2 separate regions of the Mus musculus genome follow, and region 1 is linked to region 2. The links are chromatin contacts, called in public Hi-C maps. All regions are on one chromosome and are shown on one strand. The core of a region is the stretch at or near the end of the contact, and the rest is flanking DNA. Distances in the headings are between cores, read along the strand shown. Region 1 has its middle 14 kb from the start of Gm6268. Region 2 has its middle 33 kb from the start of Gm42406.

The links. A called contact is a pair of places that touch in the nucleus more often than the background predicts.
Region 1: a contact with region 2 is called in a Hi-C map of bone marrow-derived macrophages, with 7 times the contacts expected there. The contact joins two enhancer-like sites. A contact is called at or near these places in 1 of 39 promoter capture datasets (neural stem cells), 7 of 15 datasets of contacts at CTCF or cohesin (CD8 T cells, embryonic stem cells, hippocampal excitatory neurons and 3 more), 226 of 484 Hi-C or Micro-C datasets (the 3T3-L1 cell line, 3T3-L1-derived adipocytes, the 63-12 cell line and 117 more), 19 of 115 datasets of contacts at active chromatin or transcription factors (CD8 T cells, PVALB interneurons, Th17 cells and 14 more) and 3 of 9 other capture datasets (adipose tissue, liver and pancreatic islet).

Annotation. Positions count from the first base shown.
Region 1 is chrX:36,388,503-36,391,404 of GRCm38.p6, reverse strand. No RefSeq gene overlaps it. Among named protein-coding and RNA genes, the nearest start is that of Gm6268, 14 kb to the left of the region's middle. Within about 2 kb of position 1,259, at least 34 of the 459 cell types and tissues checked have an H3K27ac peak or open chromatin away from gene starts, as enhancers often do. A contact at or near this core is called in bone marrow-derived macrophages, where this site is marked.
Region 2 is chrX:36,227,682-36,230,719 of GRCm38.p6, reverse strand. No RefSeq gene overlaps it. Among named protein-coding and RNA genes, the nearest start is that of Gm42406, 33 kb to the right of the region's middle. Within about 2 kb of position 1,684, at least 16 of the 459 cell types and tissues checked have an H3K27ac peak or open chromatin away from gene starts, as enhancers often do. A contact at or near this core is called in bone marrow-derived macrophages, where this site is marked.

The DNA of each region.
Region 1 (2,902 bases), core at 10-2,509, 160 kb before region 2:
CTTCAGTTCCTGTCTCCAGGTTCCACTATGGCTTCCCTTGATGATGGGCTGTAATTTTGAAGCTGGAATGGACCCTCTCCCCAAGTGACTTTTGGCTATGGTGTTTATCACAGCAACAGGCTAGGCTGTTAGCTCAGAAATGTGTCATGGGCTGGGTAGATGGAGACACATCAGTTTGGTGAGGATAAGAGAACACAGGCTTGGAGATAGGCATGCCTACGTGGTGAGAACAACCAAGAGTCCACTCAAACAGCACACCTAAGAAAGCTCCCTGCAAAAAAACTTTCTTGGGAAAGGGTGATCTGAATAAGAAAAAAGCATTTTTTTTTCCATTCAGGAGTGGAAGTAGAGCTATCAGCTAGGCCCTGAGGTTGCTAGGAGCTGCTCTGGCAATGGTTGCGACACTAAAGTAGGTCTTGGTGTTCTGCTGAACATAATAACACAGGACGCCAGCATCAGACAAGGCAGCTCTGTGACTATGATGGATCCAGACAAAAGCAAGAGCACTCTATAATGTCTGAATTCAGACAGACTATGAATACTGCCCAAGCCACTGCAGTGACAAAACACCCCTCTCCCAGATCCTGTGTGCCTGCTGCTGCTTGCCCCATAGACCTTTAGCTCTGGTCTAGTCTGCCCTCTTACTGAATAAGATTTTATCAAGATCCTCTTGTTACAGAACGTGTGTGCCTTCTGACACGCCCAATCTAGAGCAAACCACAACTCACTTCCTCCAAACCACCCAACCAAAGTCCAAATCCCATAATATCCTGGGGTTGAGCTGCTTCAGTTAGTGCTCTATGGTCTCCCTCAGTGCAATAAGCAGGAAACTCATTTTGATGGAATGTGTGTGTGTGTGTGTGTGTGTGTGTGTGTGTGTTGACAGTGTCACCAAATGATTAAGACAATCACCAAATGCAGAGACAATCTTCTTGTACAGATTCATTTGAAAAATTCCGGAAGCAATAGCATCTGAAATGACAGAGACAATAATCATAAGGAACTGTAGGGACAGAAGAGGGACTTCTTTGCACAAGCCTTTTTTTTTTTTAACAGCTATTGTCTGTTAGGAACTGGGAGTGAAACGACAGACAGGCACAGAGACAGAGAGTCCCTGACTCTCCTGAGAGGTTGTCTAGCCTGGGAGTTGAGAACACAGCTTGTAGAGCCAGCTGCCTGGGTTCTTATTCCAGCTCTGCCACTCACCAGCTGGCAACAAAACACAATCCCACAATCCACTGTGCATAGTAATTTCCTATTTTCCTGGTCACCCTCCAGTGAGGGAGGTGACTCAGCTATCCTCACTGCTTTTCCCACACCAACACTTGGGCCTCGTCTTTCTACCTCCCAACAGACATTCGCCCAAGACTGAGTTTTCTCTGTGATTATGGCAAAGGGCCCAAGGGAAAAAGGTCCAGATTTTAGTCTGGTTAAATACAAAGCTCAGCGTAATTTACTTATGGTCTTAGTGCCTGCAGAAAAATTACAGCTGACGTTCATGAAAGGAACTCCCTTCTGGGTGATTATTGCTTTTTTTCTTCCTTTATGATTAACACTTATTTATTTGTGTAAATGTCTGTGGGTATGTGTTATAATGCATGTGTTGAGATCATAGGACAATCTGCAGAGTTGGGTCTCTCCTTCTGCAGTATGCGTGCTAGGGACCAAGCTTGTCGTTAGTGTTGGCAGCAATTCCTTGTACCCACTTCGCTGTTTTGCCACCCCTCACTTCTGAATGTTTCTTAAAAGCTTAATAAGGACATGGATTTTATGACATGCTCCCTTGGCCCATTCTCAGTTGTATTTTGAAAATTTCATATGAGTACAGATAGCCTTATTATCAAGAAGTGAACGGCCTGTTTGAGAGACAGAAGATCACTAACAAATGGAGCAAGAACACAGCTGAGAGGAATGTGTGATAAACTCCATGGCCCTTCTTTCCCAGACCCCCTCACAGTCCCTCCCCTTTTCCTCTGAGCAGGTGGGGGCCCCCGGGTATCCCCCCACCCTGGCATATCAAGTCTCCGTGGAGCTAGGTGCATTCTCACCCACTGAGGCCAGACAAGGAAACCCAGTTGGGAAAATGGATTTTGAAAGGCCACCTGCAATTCTTGATTCACCAGGCCTTCTCACGGAGAGTTCTGTGTTGATCAGGCGACACCAGGGAAGCTTTGTGCAGAAAGAGGGGCAGAATAAAATAAAATTTAGGTCAAAGCTGTTTCCTCTGCCCTAACGGCATTTCAGAGCATAACTTCTCTTTCATATGAAATGATTAGGATTGTTAAATAATTTTCAGACCACGAGAGCCACTCAAGTGTGTTTCCCAAAAGCGGTGCTTGAAATGGACGCATTTTTACTGCAATCTCAGCTTCCCTGTAAAAATACTGCCAAGCAGTCAATGGCAGGGACTTCAGATATACGTTTTCCTATGCCAAGAAACAGATAACCAAGAAACAGAACCAGTCACAAGTGGATGAAGACCTGCTAGCTCTGATTTGAGGAGTATGCGGGCATCATTCCTATGTTTCTCCCATTCCCAAACTCCCATTGTACTCTGAACTTCTATGAGACCAAAGGTTTCTAAACCTATTACTATTTTAGTCTCCAGTCTTTATAAAGGCACTCTTCATTCCAACCTGTACGCATTCATTACAGTTCCTAAACATAGTGGTGAATATCGATGAGAGCATTCAGAAACTGGAAGAGTCTCCCCGAAATAGACTTGTAAGTGCTAATGCAATTATCTTGTCAGGACCAAAATAAACAAATGTACATTCTGACGTTCTGCTTTATACGATGTGCTGGGTATAAATATCTCCTTTAGTCTAAACAGCTTCTTCTTGGATTGAATTACATCTATTAGATCTCAAAGGAGTTCAGTGTGCAATGTATGACCTTGGTT
Region 2 (3,038 bases), core at 435-2,934:
CAATTCTTACGTTGTTGGTGTGATTTGGTGCGGGGTGGGGGTGGGGAGAAGCAGCCATCCAGAGTGAAGGAGGGAGGGAGGGAGGGAGGGAGGGAGGGAGGGAGGGAGGATGAGAATGAAGGGGGAAAAGAAAACTGTCTATGACAAATGGGCCAGTCATACCTCTTCTGTTGCCTCTCCATAAGTGAGGCAAGCCCTGTCTGTGGGACAGAGAAGTGGCTTGGTGCTCACTTGGTTCAGTCTCTGTCTTAAGGAAAGTCAGCATCATTCATCTATTCCCTGTAAATGGGGTGTGAAATCAATGATGAGTTGGTACCCAGAGAATGCAGCAAAGCATCAATAGCCAGCAAATCTAACAGGTACACCTCTTCATAGCTCACATCCCTTGCAGTTAGACTGAAGTGAAGGACCCAATGCTTGTCAATAAAATGTATGCAGAAGTTGTATGTGTCACCTTTAGGCAACTAAAGCATGGGAACTTTCAGCTGTCTTTTTCTTTGTGTGATAGAAGAGGGCCAACTAGTTTACACCAAAATTTATGTATAAAACACATAAGCCCATGTTGCTCATTTCTGTATCCGAATCTAGCCTCTTTTGGCTAAAGTAGGAGCCAAAATAGTCATCAATGTAGAATGTGAAAGATTTCAGTGCTTAGGTACAGTTGCTTTTAGAGAAGTAAATTCTGCCTGGATGATTGTCTTTAACATCTTCAAGTCATTCGTCAATAAAACACTGTCTCTGAGGGAGAGAGGGTCTTCTTGAAATAGTAACTCCAAGGTCAAGGCAACCTCTCTCAGAGATACACAGCTTCCTAATATCAGACATCATCCAAAATTCATCGAGTAGCTCACGAAATCTCCCCCTGGGTCCCATCACCTCCTACTGCTCTTTCCCATGTCGCTGACAGCCCTAATACAAATGATGATTCCCAGCATCTATATACAGAACGGCCTCCAAAATTCTGGTTCCTATTAGAAAAACAGACAAAAGAAAAAGAAGACAGACAGACAGACAGACACAGAGAGAGAGACAGACAGACAGACAGACAGACAGACAGACAGAGAAGCAACTAGGTTTTTCACTATTGAAACTATTTCAATTGCTTGTGGGATCAGGCCCAACCCATTTTTAAAGTTTAGCATAGGGAGAAAAAAAAAGAACTTCCTTCCACTGAAATGTCTAAAGTTAGCTCTGGATCTCTCAGTAAGCTACGGAATCCTGTCTCAGCAAGGAAGTGCAATGCTTTACAGCTCTGAACAAAAAGGCCAGTGACAACTTCCGCCTTGCACCCTTTGCAGACAGAAAACTTGTGGCTGATTTTCATACTACCCAGTTAGAAAGCCTCTACTCACTGAGTTGCAGGGGCCCCATAACAGTGGCTTATTGAAAATAACCAAGCTCTGTATTCAAAAAAAAAAAATCTTTCCAAAGCAGGTCATGCTACCAGTGAAGGTCTAAGAACTTAAACGCACAGAGAAATGTTTTTCTTGGGACTAGCGGGGAATGTTGATGTTTTCAACATCTAAGGAAACCAGTGAGAAAGCCTGTCTGGTGGACAGAGTCGAGACAAGACACCCAGCCTGGTTCCCTTACTCTGTGGCCAGAGGCCAGTTCTGCTGGGAGGGGACAGTTGGGTCGGAAGCCCTTACATCGCTGACCCGGAAGGCGTCTCCTGAGCATTGCCCAATGCTCCTGTTATACAACATGAGAAATAAATAATCAACCTTAAAAGTCAGGCAGCCAAAGCTCTACTCAAATAATAAGCCCTTTTACAAGCTGCTTATCATCTGCCAAAATCAGCTCCAGAGAACACCAGGAACTCTTGATTCTATTGTTCTTTTTAACTACTTGGGGGAACCAGACAAGCTTCAATGGCTTCATTGGTTTTTCTGAGAGACAGACCAATAAAGGATTTCCCTTTACCCACACCCTGTCCTTGATCGCAATAATTTAAACACAGAGTGAGTCCTCCCACATCTGGGAAACCCCTACTAAGTGTGTGAGTTAGAAAAAGGGCCCAGGTTTTGTTGTTGTTGCTAGTGTTTGTGTGTGTGTTATATAGAGTTTGAATCCAGGACCTTGTACATGCTATGCAAGCATGTTATCTCTGAACTATAATCTCCAGGTCTAGACACTTTCCGTCAACTGAATAAGAAAAATGTAAATGTGAGGCTTTTCAAAATATAAGTGTTTGGAAGGAAGAAGGGGACAGAACGGAGATGTGTAAAATGTAGCCCACTGCCTTTGGGGATCCTCTGGCTTAACCACAAAAGAAAAGTGGAATCTCCTAAGGAAAAATATTCAAAACCGTGTTTACACTTGTGAGTGTCTAACTGTGTGATGTTAGTCTGGGATTTCTCTGATTTTCAAAATACAGAATGGAGGCTCTAGTTAACTGGTCTTGGTAAAGAAAACCTGCGGGAGAAATTTGGTGCAGGACCTATTTCTTATGAAGCACTAGGGGGCTTTTGATGTTTATTACATATCAGTGTCTCAGGACTGTCCAGGAGACGCCAAGGTCAAGCTTTCCATTTCCTATAAAATCTTGTTTTCCTGCCTCTTCCTTCTGCCAGTCCCTCCCACAAATTCAGTCCTTGCCTCTGCCAGGCTCTGTCTAGACATCCTCACCCTCGCCTTCATCACTAGCTTATGGGTTTTCTGAGAGCAGGGAGCAGGCTTCACTCTCCCTTCCTCACTAGTTCACAGGCGAAAACAGGCCCTGGAATACCCATGGTGCTCATGAAACCATTTCACTAGAGACAAGATTAGCATTTACCACTTGAGTACTCTGCAATTCTACGTTTAACTTCCTTTATCTTTTTCTTGTTTTCCAAGTGACAAAGTTAAGGCATTGGGAGATTAGATAGCGTCCCCAAGCTCATTCTAGTAAGAAACATGAGAGCTGTACCCACTAGGCTATCAGGCTCTAGAACCTTCATTCCTGTGTGTGTGAGAGGGGTATGTATATATGGGAAGGAGGGCGTGCACATGCGCATGAACCTGTATGCAGGGGCCAGAGGAGGATGTCAGATAGTCTT